Regions from separate parts of the Mus musculus genome. Here region 2 is linked to region 1. A link is a contact called in public Hi-C data. All regions are on one chromosome and are shown on one strand. The core of a region is the stretch at or near the end of the contact, and the rest is flanking DNA. Distances in the headings are between cores, read along the strand shown. Region 1 holds the start of BC051019 (cDNA sequence BC051019). Region 2 holds the start of Dennd5a (DENN/MADD domain containing 5A).

Region 1 (7,290 bases), core at 3,712-6,211:
AGTATGGTGACACATACTTTTAATCTCAGCACAAGGGAGGTTTAGGCAGGAGAATTGCTTTTGAGTTTGGGGACAGCTTGGGGTTTGTACTAGGCTCCAGGCCATTCTGAGCTACCTATCAAGTGTCAGGGCAGTTGAGACTACAGACTGAGGCCCTGTTTTGTTTTGTTTTGTTTTGTTTTGTTTTGTTTTGTTTTGTTTTTTAAAAAAGATAGGCAAGCAAGATGACTCTGTAGGGAAAGGTGCTTGCAGGCAAACCTGACTACCTGAGTTTGATTCCCGGGACCCACAACTAGGAAAACTGACTCCCCCAGTTGTCCCACCCATATGTCATGACACATATATATACACACGAGCACACACACACATTCACAAAGTCCAGCTCTTGAAAAAAAAAAAAAGTACCGGAGCTAGGAACTTAGCAGAGAGCATACCTAGTATGTGCAAGACCCCAGGTTCCATCCCCAGCAGTACATAAACCAAGCATGGTGGAAACAAGAGGATCAGAGGTGCCAAGGTCAGGGCATCCTGGGGTACATGAGGTCCCATGACAAAAATTTAGAACGTGGGATCCGAGAGATGGCTCGGTGGTTCTAAGAACACTTGCTACTCTTGCAGAGATCCCAGGTTTGGGTTCCAGCTCTCACTCCAGTTAAGGAGTGATTTGATGACCTCTTCTGGCCTCCATTGGCATTACATGCACATAATACTTAAATTCGCGCAGAAAAAACACTCACATAAAATTAAAATAAAACTGATTTTAGAAAGAGAAGTCCAAAAGAAGTAAGTTGCCACTGAAGTAGCGCCTAGGCCTGGCGACTGGCATTTTCGGGAACAAGATGCTGTGTATGAGAGCCAACGTGCTCACATATGGGAAATGCATTCTCACTCTTCTTTCTCTGAGGCTCAGGCCCGTAATTCAACCCACCAGATCTTCCTGAACAACAAATGTATATTTTTCTTGCTGTTAGGAGATGAATTGTGTTTCTCCTTCTGTAAGTTAATGTATCCAATCTTGGTTCCAATACCCCAGCCTGTGATCTCTTTTTAGGAATCAGGCCATTACAGGTATAATTAGTTAAGATGAGGTCACAGTGAGCATAGCAGGCCCTTGATCTGACTGATGTCTTTATACCCAGAGGAAATTTGAGGAGCTGGAGGGGTGGTTCAGTGGTTAAGCACACTTGTTGTTCTTGTAGAGCGCCTGGGTTCAGATCCCAGCACCCACTTCAGGGTGCTCACAACCACCTGTAGGTCCAGCTTCAGGAGAGCCAGTACCTCCTTCTGGCCTCTGCACATACAAGTACACACAGACACATAAATAAAAATACTTGGGAAAAAGAGGAAATCTGAATGAATACTATTCAGAGGGAAAGAAGCCGTGTTAGGTGGAGGCAGAGTCAGGGTGACTCTTCTGAAAGCTAAGGGAACCCCAAGATTCTGAGCAAATACTGGAAATTATAGGACTGGCAGGAAACAGACTCTTCCTTGTATGTAGTCTTTAGAAACAACCCACCTTGAAACACCTGATTTTCAGCCTCAAGAAATGGGAGAGAACAGGTTTCTGTCATTCAAGCTGCTCATTTTGTGTGGCACTTCGCCACATAGCTGTAGTAACTTAGCCAAAAAACTAAACTTGCAAACGTACACAGCCAAGACACGCCAGGTGCGAGAAGGCCACCAGGGGAGTGAGGAGTGAGCTGATGGGGAGAGGTACTTGCCTCTGGAGCAGCCTTTATCTGAGCCAGATAATAAAAGCCATCCGGTTCCTTTCTGGCCAGGACCCAGGAGCCGCCCGCAGCTCCGACTCTTCCCAGCCAGCGGAGCCCCGGCCATGGCCGATCAACAGTGTGAAGACATGGGCAACAGGCAGTGCACCTGGGAAAGGCAAGTGAGATCAGGGGCGAGCACAAAACCTAAAGACATCAAGAGGACCGCAGAGATGGCTCAGCGTAAATGCGCCTGCCGCCAAGCCTGACCATCTGAGTTCAATCCCCAGATTCTACATGATGGAAGGAGAGCACTGACCCACATGTGAGCTATCATGGGTGTCCTCACCTGGACAAATACATGAATGTAAAAGAAGGTAAAGACAGTAAGAAACGCGCCTCTGGAGCAGATCGGAGGATCTTGTGCTTGCCCGACTCACCAGCAAGAACGATGCTGCAACAGGATCCTTCTGCACACGTTTATTGGGAAAGCTTGATTGCAGAGGCGAAGAGACCCTAAGCCCAGAACTGGTGCTGCTTATATAGGCCTAGGAGAGGCGTGTCTCACACCCGGATTGGTTATGCATGGGTTATGCTTACTACCTCATTTGCATGCCTTCATCTGATTGGTTAACTTGTCTCTCATCTGATTGGTTAGCTTGTCTCTCATCTGATTGGTAAATTCTCAAAACCTCATCTTGGCAAAAAAAAAAAAAAAAAAAAAAAAAAACTTTACTGCCTATGTATGCGTGGTGGCCAGCGGTAGCCAGCGCCACCCTGCAACGGCACATGTGGCTTCCCACAGGAGGAGACTTACCGCATGAGGATGGTAATGGTGTGCGCAACAGAAACACAGGGAGAATGTAGCCATCTTTGGCTTCCTGTAAAAATCAGCTAAGCTTCTGCTAGCAGAAACTGAAGGCCATAGAAAGCAGTTTTTGGACTGGACATTGTTTCATGTGGCCCAAAATGAAATCAGCTTGTATACTTGTGTTAACGCTTGAAAGGGGAGCTGCGAGATGAGTCCCAAGACATTATGGGATACCAGGATGAGGTTAACAGTGTGACCAGGGAGCCAAACTGTAAGGAAATTGGCTTGAGGCATGTCATGGTTTGAATGTGCTTGGCCCAGGGAGTGGCACTATTTGGAGGTGTGGCCTTGTTGGAGTAAGTGTGTCACTGTGGGTGTGGGTTTTGAGACCCTCCATCCTAGCTGCCTGAAAGTCAGTATTCTGCTAGCAGCCTTCAGTTGAAGATGTAGAACTCTCAGCTCCTCCTGTACCATGACTGCCTGGATGCTGCCATGCTCTCACCTCGATGATAATGGACTGAACCTCTGAACCTGTAAGCCAGCCCCAATTAAATGTCCTTATAAGCGTTGCCTTGGCTATGGTGTCTGTTCGCATCAGTAAAACGATAACTAAGGCAAGGGGTCAGAGGGATATGGAAGCGCAGAGGAGCTCATGAAGGGGCTGCAGAGTGGTGGAAGGTGAAACCAGTTCTGGGGACTCCAGCGGCAGGGCTCTCTGGCCTAGGGCAGTACAGAATGAGAGATCCGACCTTTGTGGTTTGGTTTGGTTTGGTTTGGCCTTTCAAGACAGGGTTTTTCTGTATAGCCCTGGCTAACCTGGGACTCGCTGTGTAGACAAGGCTGGCCACAAACTCAAAGAGGTGCACGAATTCTGCCAGAATTGAAGTGCTAGGACTAAAGGTGTGTGCCACCACAGCCTGGCTTATTTGTTTGTTTTTGTTTTTCGAGATAGGGTTTCTCTGTATAGCCCTGGCTGTCCTGGAACTCACTCTGTAAACCAGGCTGGCCTCAAACTCAGAAATCCACCTGCCTCTGCCTCCCAAGTGCTGGGATTAAAGGTGTGCACCACCACGCCCGGCTCTGGCTTTTTTTTTTAATTCAAATATTTATTGTTACTTTTTGGAGTGGTGTGTTTATATTCCCTGGAGCTGGAGTTACAGGCATTTGTGAACCACCTGATACAGGTGCTAGGAATTGAGTCCAGGTCATCTGTGACAGCAGTATGCACTCTTAACTGCTGAGTAATCTCTCCAGCCCAAGAGGATCTGGGTTTTGAAAAAGTTGTTTTGTACAAAAACCTGAATATAAAGATGCTTAACTTGGTCATGAACAAGGCGATCCAAACAAGTAAATTAAGAACTTGAGCAATGTATTGGAGAGATGGTTCTGTGGTTGAGAACAATTGCTCTTGCTAGGACCAAGATTTAGTTTCCAGTACACATGGCTGCTAACAGAGTCTGTAACTCTAGTTCTAGCAGATCCACTGCCCTCTTCTGGTCTCCTTGGGTACTGCACACATGTAGTGCATAGACTTAGGCAGGTGAAACACCCATATACTTAAATAAAAAATTTAAGTTGAACATTTGGACTAGCGAGTCCCTATCCCAGGCAGTCTGGTTCCTAGGACTTGCTACAGGCTGAAGTTCCTTTGTCCCCTCATAGTCACACTTTATAGAGAGCTGACTGAAGATGCTGTTCTATAAAGTCCCAGGCAATAGAGGGCATCCAAATGCCATTAGGAGGACCAGGAAAAGAGGAGAAAAAAAGGACGAGGGACAGAGACTGGTACCTGGTGAATGTGCAGTGCGTGGCCAGCCAGGGTGCTTGCGTGGCAAAGGGACAGGTGAAGGACATGTCCCAGGGCGGCACAGCACCATGCAGGTCAGGGGCTTTCACGGTTGTGGCCACACTGCAGTATTTGGGCAGTGGCAGCCCAGGACTGGCAGAGGGCTGCATGACCTTCAGCGCGCCCACCTGGAGCAAACACAGGCAGCACAGCTGTAGCCTCAACCCAGCAGAGGACACGCCCAAAGGTTCCCACACACACCCAGACTTTCCCCTTTGGAATACTTACCTTAGAATGTCCCTGGGGGACTAGGGAGGGCTGAAGAACTTAAGCTAGGAGCTTAGAGAGCCCTCTTTAATCCTCCTTCAGAACCTGCACGCTCACTGTTAAGTCTCCAAAGATGAGCCACGGAAATACCTGGCAGCTCGGCTCCCGTTGGTGTTACCTCCTTCCTCCTCCCCAGTGGCTGGGACTCCTTGGAGCATGCTCATTCTCTTTACACACCCTGCCCTGACCAACTGACCCCCAGCAGAAGCCACCAACTCCCCTCCTAACCTGGTCACCTACAGGACTCAGGATCATCCCATTTGTGGACTTCTTCAGAGGCAGCAGCTGCCGCCTAGAGCTTGTTAGGGTCTACCCCTGCCCAAAGCCGCAGTTCGAACACCAAAGGGACTTACCTAAAAGTGCAAATCCAGTCTAGACCTCAGCCTTGCCCCAGTCTCAGTCCCACCTGACAGTTGGAGCTCATGGCCTTGGTCTAACAACTCTTGGTTGCCAGGCAAGTTGCCAAGCAGGTAGCTATGGTTGTGAGCCAGCAGGCTACAACAGGGCTCAGGAAGGTACTGAGCATGTGCAGAGGGTGACCGGAAGCATCGGGAAACTTGAAGTTGTGGGTAAGGTGGAGAAATAAAGGCAAATTGTGTATACTCCCTTTAGCTCCAGGGACTCTAGGGGAGTCCTATGAGGGTGGGCTGAGCTCTCCAAGGGCTGAGGGCTGTTGGCATCTACCTAGTGAAGGCAAGAGGCTAGAAAGATAGTTCAGTGGATAGATAAGCTGCTTGCTGTGAAAGCATGAAGCTTGTATTTGGATCAGCAGCAGCCAATTGGCTGAGTTTATAATCCTAGCATCGAAAGAAGTTAATGACTGACTAGTTAACTAAAAATTGAGAGCTCTAGGTTCAATGAGAGATTCTACCACTAATCCTATAATAATAATAATAATGATGATGATGATGATGATGATGATGATGATGAGAGCAACGGAGAAAGACACCTTCCAACCTCCTCAGGTCCATGCATACACACACACACACACACACACACAGCAAAGGTCTCCCAGGAACCGATGCTCCTAAGGAGTGGAAGAAGTATGTGAGCTGCAGAAATGCAAGTAACAGCCTGGTGACCAAAGGAATAGGAGTCCAGATTCTGTGGGGCTGGAGAGATGATTCCGTGATTAAGAGCACTGGCTGCTCTTCCAGAGGACCTGGGTTCAATTCCCAGCACTCACGTGACAGCTCACACTGTCTGTAACTCCAGTTCCGGGGGATCTGACACCCTTGCATAGACACGCATGCAGACAAAATACCAATACACATTAAATAAATAAATCATTACCCAGAGAAGACTGGTATTTTGAGACAGTTGTGGTGCCCTGAAGAAATGCCTGGCACTGTGTTCAATAGAGAAGACCCAAAAAATGCACAGGGACATGTATGGGGGTCTCTCCTTCTGCCATTCACCCCTAGGCACAGGAACATGTATGGGGGTCTCTCTTTCAGCCATTCGCCCCTGGGCACAGGAACACGTATTGGAGTCTCTCCTTCAGCCATTTGGAGTCTCTCCTTCAGCCATTTGCCCCTCCCACCAGTTCCTGTTTTGAACCATGGATCTATGTGCACATCGGCCAAATGTACCCCAGCTCCCAGGCGCACAGTGTCATTCAGGACACCCTTTTCCCCTGCAGGCGGGTTCAGTAGTCCCGAGCCACTCCCTTAGAATGCGTCTCAAGACTGCCCCAAGAATCTTGTGTACAGACTTTCTTCTTCCTGTGCAGGAATAAGGAGGCATTCAATTCTAGAAGATTCTGGGAGCTATTTCCTGAGAACGTTATGCAGACAGACTTAGGGTCTTAGGCATTGGAGCTCAAGAAGCCCGCTGCTCTCTCACAGTGCATCCTACACTGATTTAAGAAGTTAGTCTTTTATTTGTATTGCATGTGTATGACTCTTCTGCCTGCGTGGATGGATGTGCACTGCAGGCAGGCCTGGTGCCTGCAGGGGCCAGAGGAGGACCTTGGATCCATTCCCGCTAGAACTGGATTTATAGACAGTTGTGAATTTGTAGAACCTGGGGACCAAACCTGGGTCCTCTGAAAGAGCAGCAAGTGCTCTTAACCACTGAGCTATCTCCTCAGCTCTGTGTTCTTTTTGTTCACATAAAACTTCTTGGTGGAGACACACACACATTCAAAGAGACAGAGACAGACAGACAGACAGACAGACACACACACACACACACACACACACACACACAGATTTAAAAATGGCCAGTTGTTGGAGTGTTCAGGCCTTCTGTTACATGAGGAATACATCCTCCAGATTGGTTGTGACACTTTGGGTTGAGTTTTCTCTGGCACTCTGAGTACCTTGATGATGCTCTCAAAGCTAGTTTTGTAATTACCAGAATGACTGTGGTCCAGACATGTGCCTTGAATACGAATCTAAGAAAGACTAACGAAGTCTGCCAACCAGAAAGGATTACTGATTGAGAACGGGGGATGTCAGTGGTGGAAGAAGGGAAAATATTCCAGGTTGGAATGGGAGAGTAAAGAGAGAAGGATGTGTTTGCTAGATTGTGCTCTCCTATGGGGATATCAGAGTACAAGGAGTTTTAAAGCCAAGTGGAGCCAGGCATTGTGGCATGTGCCTTTAATACTAGGCCTCTGGAGGCACAGGCAGGTGAGTTAGAATCCAGCCAGA
Region 2 (7,290 bases), core at 1,646-4,145, 240 kb after region 1:
TAGTTGGAGAAAAGAACACAGATTTCTCTCAGAAGAATCTGAGTGCAATTCCTAACTAACTTCATATAGTTTTACGGACTATGACATCACCAATTTGGGAGCAATCAGCAAGCTAAGGAAAGAAAATGTACCCTAGAGAGTCTCCACATGGGCTGCCCAGAGTTATTTGTATTCTGTTGTGTTGTCCTCTGAATCCCCCTGGGTCATCCAGACTCCCCAGTCAACCCACCAGAAATGAAAGAAGGATGAAAAAAAATATCTCAATCACTGTCTGTTCTAACAAAGGCAAGCCAGCTATTGGATATATGCCCTCGGCATTACACGACTGCAACCAAATTAAAGAATACACAGAATGCCCTTCTTACACATTATACAACTCATCCCCTCTTTATTCTCCAATAAGGTTATACAGGGATATAATTTTAGCTTGCTGAGAAGCCAGATAATTAACAGATATTAACAGATATAAAAGAGAATAACATTTCTTTTTTGGTGAAAGACAGATTGCTTTTTAAGTTTCCAGGTCTACCCTCCAGTTATCTAATTTGCCCAGGCACAAATACAGCCAATAGCCAACACGTCTGTCCATTCTAACCCAAACACTGCCTGGTTTCCTTTCTTTGTTTCTTTTTTTTTTTTTAAAGCTGAAAATGACCTTGAACTCCAGATCCTCCAGTTTCCGGAACAAGGATCTCACAGGCTTACGCCACCTCTTAAGGCTATCTCTACTTTCTAAGACCAAACAGCTACACAACTAACAGACATTCAATAATAGTACACCATAAAAAGTTTACTCTACCTTTGAGCTTCTTTCATCCAGAAAGACTGTTGTTTTTAACCCTTCTCAACAGGTTAGTTTGTTTTTCTTTTGTCTTTTTCGCCAGGGTCTCACTATGAAGGCCAGTCGGGCCTTAAACTTGTGGCAATCTTCCTGCCTCTGCCTCCCAAACGCTGGGATAACAGATGTACACCAGTGACCACGTTACTGTTTTTTAAAAACCTCCAGAGAGGCTGCTGTGGTGCAGCATGCCACCAAAGAAGTTTTGGACCGATATCATCCCTGCTGTCCTTCTGGGCCTCATTTCCCTCTCACATCCCATCCACCACCAATACCTGGAACTGCAATCCAACAACTACATCATCCACAATTCTAAAGTTAATCCTTATGAACCAGATGGCAACATCTGTCTGTACTTTGAGCTTGGACTACTCAGGCTAGAACAAAGGCTTAGCTAGGATCAGCCCATTCCTACTTCAGGGTGTTGTATAAGGCATCAGTTTCTCATAGTTTTAAAAGACAATCCAGCTTTATCATCTGAAGTGTGCACTCTTTTTTTTCCCCATAAGAAACAGTGGAATTCACCAGGCAGTAGTGTTGCACTCCTTTAATCCCAGCACCCAAGAGTCAGAGGCAGGCAAATCTCTGACTTTGAGGCCACACTGGCCTACAGAGTGTGTTTTAATACAACTAGAGCTACACCAAGAAACCAGTGGGGGGTTGGAGAGATAAGGAGGAGAAAGAGGAAGACAAGGAGGAGGAGGAGGAAGAAGAAGAATCGGAGGAGAAACAAACAAACAAACTGGAGTGACAAAAAAAAAAAAATCCAAGACTGGATGATCACTTTCAATAGAGAAACTGTACGGTGTTCAATGACTACCACATCGTGACAGAAAGGGGGAGAGGAGTTTCCCTCATCGAATCAGCATGACATAACTTTAAAGTCTAACACGACAAGCCTCCAACCACTGAAACCTGCTTACTGGCCACCCAAAAACTTTTCAAAACTGTTGCAACTCCAATGTGGGCGCGCAGGAATTCACCGGGGATTTTATAATTCTTACACCTTCAAGCAATGGGTGCCAAATCTCATCAGGGCCTCACTGTCACTCCCCCATCACTTCCTCTTCGAAAGATAACTTGAGAGGCATCACAACACTGCACAACCTGTCCAACTGGGACGCGCTGCCTTCATTCACAAATGACCCTCGCCTGGTAAAGGACATTAACTTAAAAAACAAACAACAACAACAACAACAACAAAAGCATGGCCCTGGGTACAAGTTCTTTTCTAGCGCCAAGAGAGAACCCGTTCTTGGTGTAACCCGGTTCAATTTGTCACTTCACGTCCGATCAAGAGGGGCAGAACTGTGAAGGAAAAGCCCGGGCCTGGCCTGCTCAGGAGTGAGTTATAACGGTTTTGAGGAACTGGTCTCGCCGGCTTCTTGGGAAGAGGCCAAATAAACTCATCAAGTTTTTGTTTTGCTCTTTTGAAAAGTCTGGGTGGGACTAACTCTCACTAGGAAGTGGGCTAACTTCTTTCCTCCCAAAAGGGTGCTAGAAGGCAAGCTTCCCTTCATTGTGGACTAAGCCCCTCGACCTCTGAGCGCACCCAGCGTCCGCGTCTCCCCAGGTTGCCGACGCGGCGACCACCGCGCGGGGGGCAGCAGGCCCGCGGGACCCGCGTCCCGTCTGCTCGCCCGACCCTCACTGGGCTCCCGGGACAAAGCGGGCCCCGCGGGCCCTAGCCCGGGCTCGCGCGCACTCACCCGACAGCTCGTCCGGCTCCAGCCCGGTCTCGGTGTCCAGCCCGCAGATGACAAAATAGTCGGCGAAGCGACTGGGCGCCGAGCCCCCTCCGCCGCCGCCGCCGCTCATGGCTCCGGGCCGAGCGGGGCAAGCCGCGCGGAGCCGAGCCCCCGCCCCCGGCCGCCCGCCCGCCCTCAGCCGCCGCTCCCTCCGCCGCCGCTACCGAGGCTCCGGCCGCCGCCCCCGGGCCTCGCCGGGTCCTAGCGGCCGCCGCTGCCGTGCCGGGGCAGGGGGGCGCCGGGCCACCCCGCGCCGCATCCTGGACGCTGTCCTCTGCACCGCGGCCTGAGCAAGCCTGAGGAAGGGCGGAGAGCGGCCGCCCGCCCCACCGCGGCCCCCCACCCGCCGCCACCGCGTGCGCACGCGCGGTCGGGGAGGGGCGGTCGTCGGGCGCAAAGGATGACGTGATGCTCTTTGGGCCCCGGGGGCCTGGGCTTCCAGAGCAGCCACCACAGAGTGGCCAGCGGTCAGCTGCTGGGATCCCGCGACTGCAGCCACCTCCACGCGACTGCGACACCCTTTAGAGAAATCGGATGCGGTGTGCGGAAAGAGTGGGCCATGGTGGCTCGTGCTGGCCGTGTCACCGGCATAAGAGCTGCAGGGCTGAACTGTGAAGCCCACCGAATCCTGCTCCTATACTGTCACCACAGAGCAGCTTCTCCTTGTCACCTCTCCTCAGTGTCAGCTTTCCCCAATAGATCTGAGGAAACTCTGTTCTTTGGAGAGAGTGGGTCAGCTTATCTTCTATTTACCTTTAATTTGCAGATAGGGAAACTGAGGCTCAAAAAATGCAAGAAACAACCCTACGCTTGAATCCTGCGCTAGCTCACTGCCCCGCACCCCACAAGCAGGGCTTCTTCCATGCACCAAACTCTCCCCCTTTCATGAAGCCCCAGAAGTCTCCCTCCCCCTTCACTTAGTTCTTTTCATGCTCACAGAATTCTCTGTCCATTCATCCATCTATCCATCACCCTTCATTCATTCATTCATTCATTCATTCATTCCTTTCTTCCTTCTAGTGAGAATTTGCTTGTAGAAGAGAAAGGGTGGCTGAACAGGTGAAACCTCCTGGTCCTTGTCTCTTGTCTAAAGAACAGACCCTCTGACTTCATTTTCTACAGAAGCTAGCCAGATGTGTCTTCTTTTGGTGGTTGGTTGGTTGATTGATTTGATTTGGTTTTTTTGGATAGGGTCTCACTTATAGACCTGTCTGACCCAGAACTTGCTATGTACCTGTATTACCCTGATGCAATACTCTTTCTTCTGCCTGCTCAGTGCTGGGCTTAAAGGCCTGCATCATCACACCAGGCTCAGGTGGGTCTGTACTGTAACATCAGAGGCCAAGGAAGAGAAACTGTAGTGGCTGCTAGCATGGGCTCTAGAAACAGTCCCCCAGTTTGAATTCTGACTTATAATGTACAATATGATATTGGCAACTTACTTATGTAATTTCTAGGTGCCAACAGGCATGATTTTTGTCAAAGTACAAAATAAATGCATGTATAGGTAAAGTGGTGAGGATTATACCCAGAACATAGAAGGCACTCCATAAATATTATATACATTGTCATTGTTGTTACAGAATAGTGTGCGCCAGGTTTGCTCTGGCAGGCAGCCAGCTAAGGACTATAGAAGGCAATTGGCTTCCCCAAGGGCTGAACCTGGGCTCTCTCCTGGGTTCTGTCCCAGTATTCCTCTCAAGTACTGGATCCCTTTGGGAGGTTGGTTGAGAGGTCACAGCCAACATCACTGGAAACCATAGCATCTGCTCCCTATATCTAACCTGAGCGGCTGGGAGAAATCAAGAGGACTGGGTAGCTTTACAAAGTCCATCTGAAGTGATGATACTATAACCCACATGCTTGGGACTCAGAGTCTGTGCAGGGGGCTCAGAGAGCTTAATAAAGCAAAGAAAAGAACGCCTTTTGGTGCTGGGTCACGGTCATGGAAGGCTTCTGGTGATTCTAAGGATCAAATGTGTGCCCACAATAAAGAGTGGAAAAGCCAGACATTTAGGCAGCACTGAGGAATGTACTAATATGGAAGATGGGAAAGCCAGGTATAGTGGCGCAAACCTATAATCCCAGCATTCTGGAGCCCAAGCAAAAGGAGTGTGAATGTGAAGCCAGCCCAGCCTTACAGTACAGATGGTCTAAAACAACAAAATAGCAAACAGAGACAGAGAATTAAAAGGGATTGAAAATAAAACAGAGAGGGAGAGAAGAGTTGGGGCAAGAAAGGTTTCAAATGCCAGGTGTACAGACCGGGTACAATTAAAGGATCACTCAGACGAAGATATAGAAGAGACTTGGGAAATTTTTCAATTAGAGAGAGAAAAGGTCAAAGAGTGATATGTGCAAGCCTTCAACCCCAGGGATGGATCTCTGTGAGTTCAAGGAAAGTTTAGTCAGAGTTCCAGCACAGCCAGGGATACAAAGAGAAACTTTGTCTTAAAAAAAACAAAAACAAAACAAAACCACAACAACAAAACTGTAAAAATAGAGAAAAAAGGAGGAGACTAAACTTACTCAGTTTAAAAGTCTAGAAACTTTTTATCTAGGCTTGCCAGCTGCTAGAAGACCTCTCTCACTCTCATACTAACTCAACACATGAAACACCAGTTGAAAACAAATCCGTGCCAGTATTCATTTGCTCAGAGGCCCAGAATACTCAACTGTAAAGTGATCTCCTTCCCAGCAGGAAATATGCTTGGCAGAGTGACTGCTTCTTAGAGAGTGGGGAGAAATACAGGTCTGGATATGACTAGTTAGTGATTAAATCTCTGCCCCACTCTTCCTAGCTGTGTAAAAGAGGGAGCAGTTAACCTCTCCTAGCTATTCCTACCTCCGAACAGATTACAGCGCAGATTCGGAAACTAATTGAAAAATTAGTGGGAAAGAATTTAATGTTGAGAGCTTTATATGCTTACTTTGTTTTGTTTGAGACAGGGGTCTCTCCATGTAACCCAGGCTGACCGGAAATTGCCTAAGAAGCTCAGGCTGGCCTCCAACTTAAAATCCTCCTCCCTCAGCCTCCCAAGTGCTAGGATTATGGGCATGTACCACCATGCATGACTGTAATACACTCCTTTATATAGAAGAATATACTTTTTACATTTATTTATATCTGAGTGAGTGTGTGTGTGTTTGTACGTGCACGCGCACATGCAATGGCACACATGTATAAGTCAAGATTTAGGGAAATCCATTCTCTCCTTTGATGACATGGGTTCTCAGGGTAGAACTCTAATCGTCAGGTTTAGCAGCAAGCATCTTTGCTGACTGAGCCTTTTTACCAGTCTAATATAAAATACGTTTTATATAAACACAACCCAGGGTGCCCAATTCAGCATGGAGGATATTAGCAGGCAAGTGAATATCTGAGGGGACATAATTACAGGAATGAGTGTGAGCAGTGTGTGTCTGCAATGTTCATGGAGCAATAAGGAGATGAGGATGGCCTGAGATGACTGGGGTTGGGGAAAAGATAGTAAGAGATGCTTAAAGTTCACTATAAAAACCAACTTTCTCTTTCCACTGTGTGTAGAGCTGTCCCTAGAAGACACTTGCCTTTTCTGTTTTTCTTGAATCCATGTGACTAGTTCGCACCAATGGCATGTTTGTATAAGTGTTTTTATGTAGCTCCTAGATCTAAACAGTTAAGAAAGAAAAACTTAGAGCTGGAAAGATGGCTCAGAGGTTAAGAGCTGCTCTTCTAAAGGACTTGGGTTTGGTTCCCAGCCCTCACATGACCACTAACAATCATCTGTAACCAAAGTTCTAGGAAATCTGACTCCCTCTTCTGGCCTCTGCTGGCATTGCACACACATGGAACACACATAGAAGCAAAACAGTATACAAATAAAAATAAGGTTCGAGCCAGGCAGTGGTGGTGCACACCTTTAATCCCAGCACTCGGGAGGCAGAGGCAGGTGGATTTCTGAGTTCGAGACCAGCCTGGTCTACCTACATATGTTCTACCTACATATGTGGTATACATACGTACATGCAGGCAAACACTTGTACACAAAAAATAAAAAAGAATATTTTAAAACAAAGCAAATTCACTTAGGAAAAAATAAGAGTTGAGGATATAGTTTAGCTAGTAATGAGCTCTGAATTCAATTACAGCATCACATAAACTAAGTGTAATTCTAGCACTCAAGGAGAGATAGGAAGCTCAGATTAAGAATTCAAAGCAGGTAAATTTCTGAGTTTGAGGCCAGCCTGGTCTACAAAGTGAGTTCCAGGACAGGCAGGGCTATACAGAGGAACCCTGTCTCAAACAAACGAACAAACAAAAAAAAAGAATTCAAAGTCATCCTTAGCTACATATGGAGTTTCAGGAATTATACCAGACCCCTCCTCTCTATATCTATCTATCTATCTATCTATCTATCTATCTATCTATCTATATCTATCTATCTATGTGATTTGAATCTAGATAGATACATACATATTATACATACATTGATAATACATACGCAGATATATAGATATGTAGAACATAGATACATAGATATCTGTCTAACATGCTTGCAAGCATGCCCACACATATACACAGCAAGGTATATAGAGTACCATGACACACGCCTATAATCTGAAACAGAAAGGCAGAATGCCAGCTCCGGCAGTTAGCTTGTAGCAAGATGCTACCCCAAAGCAAAGGGTTGAGGTAGTTCAATGGTAGAGGATTTGCCTAGC

Evidence for each region. Hi-C and Micro-C count contacts between places; a contact is called where the count stands out from the background.
Region 2: a contact with region 1 is called in a Hi-C map of embryonic stem cells, with 2.2 times the contacts expected there. The contact joins the promoter of Dennd5a here to the promoter of BC051019 in region 1. A contact is called at or near these places in 7 of 39 promoter capture datasets (the 3T3-L1 cell line, the HPC-7 cell line, cranial neural crest and 3 more), 9 of 484 Hi-C or Micro-C datasets (the G1E-ER4 cell line, the N1E-115 cell line, adipose-derived mesenchymal stem cells and 3 more), 4 of 115 datasets of contacts at active chromatin or transcription factors (craniofacial prominence, embryonic stem cells and fetal liver) and 4 of 9 other capture datasets (adipose tissue, embryonic stem cells, macrophages and 1 more).

Annotation. Positions count from the first base shown.
Region 1 is chr7:109,718,810-109,726,099 of GRCm38.p6, forward strand. BC051019 (cDNA sequence BC051019) reads right to left here and starts at 4,962. Exons shown (of 6, transcript NM_001040700.2): 1 at 4,595-4,962; 2 at 4,310-4,494; 3 at 1,722-1,878. The coding sequence starts at 4,476. Gm51493 (a long non-coding RNA gene) reads left to right here. Exons shown (of 3, transcript XR_003946860.1): 3 at 1,782-2,216.
Region 2 is chr7:109,957,527-109,964,816 of GRCm38.p6, forward strand. It overlaps Dennd5a (DENN/MADD domain containing 5A), which reads right to left and starts at 2,896. Exons shown (of 23, transcript NM_021494.1): 1 at 2,548-2,896. The coding sequence starts at 2,656.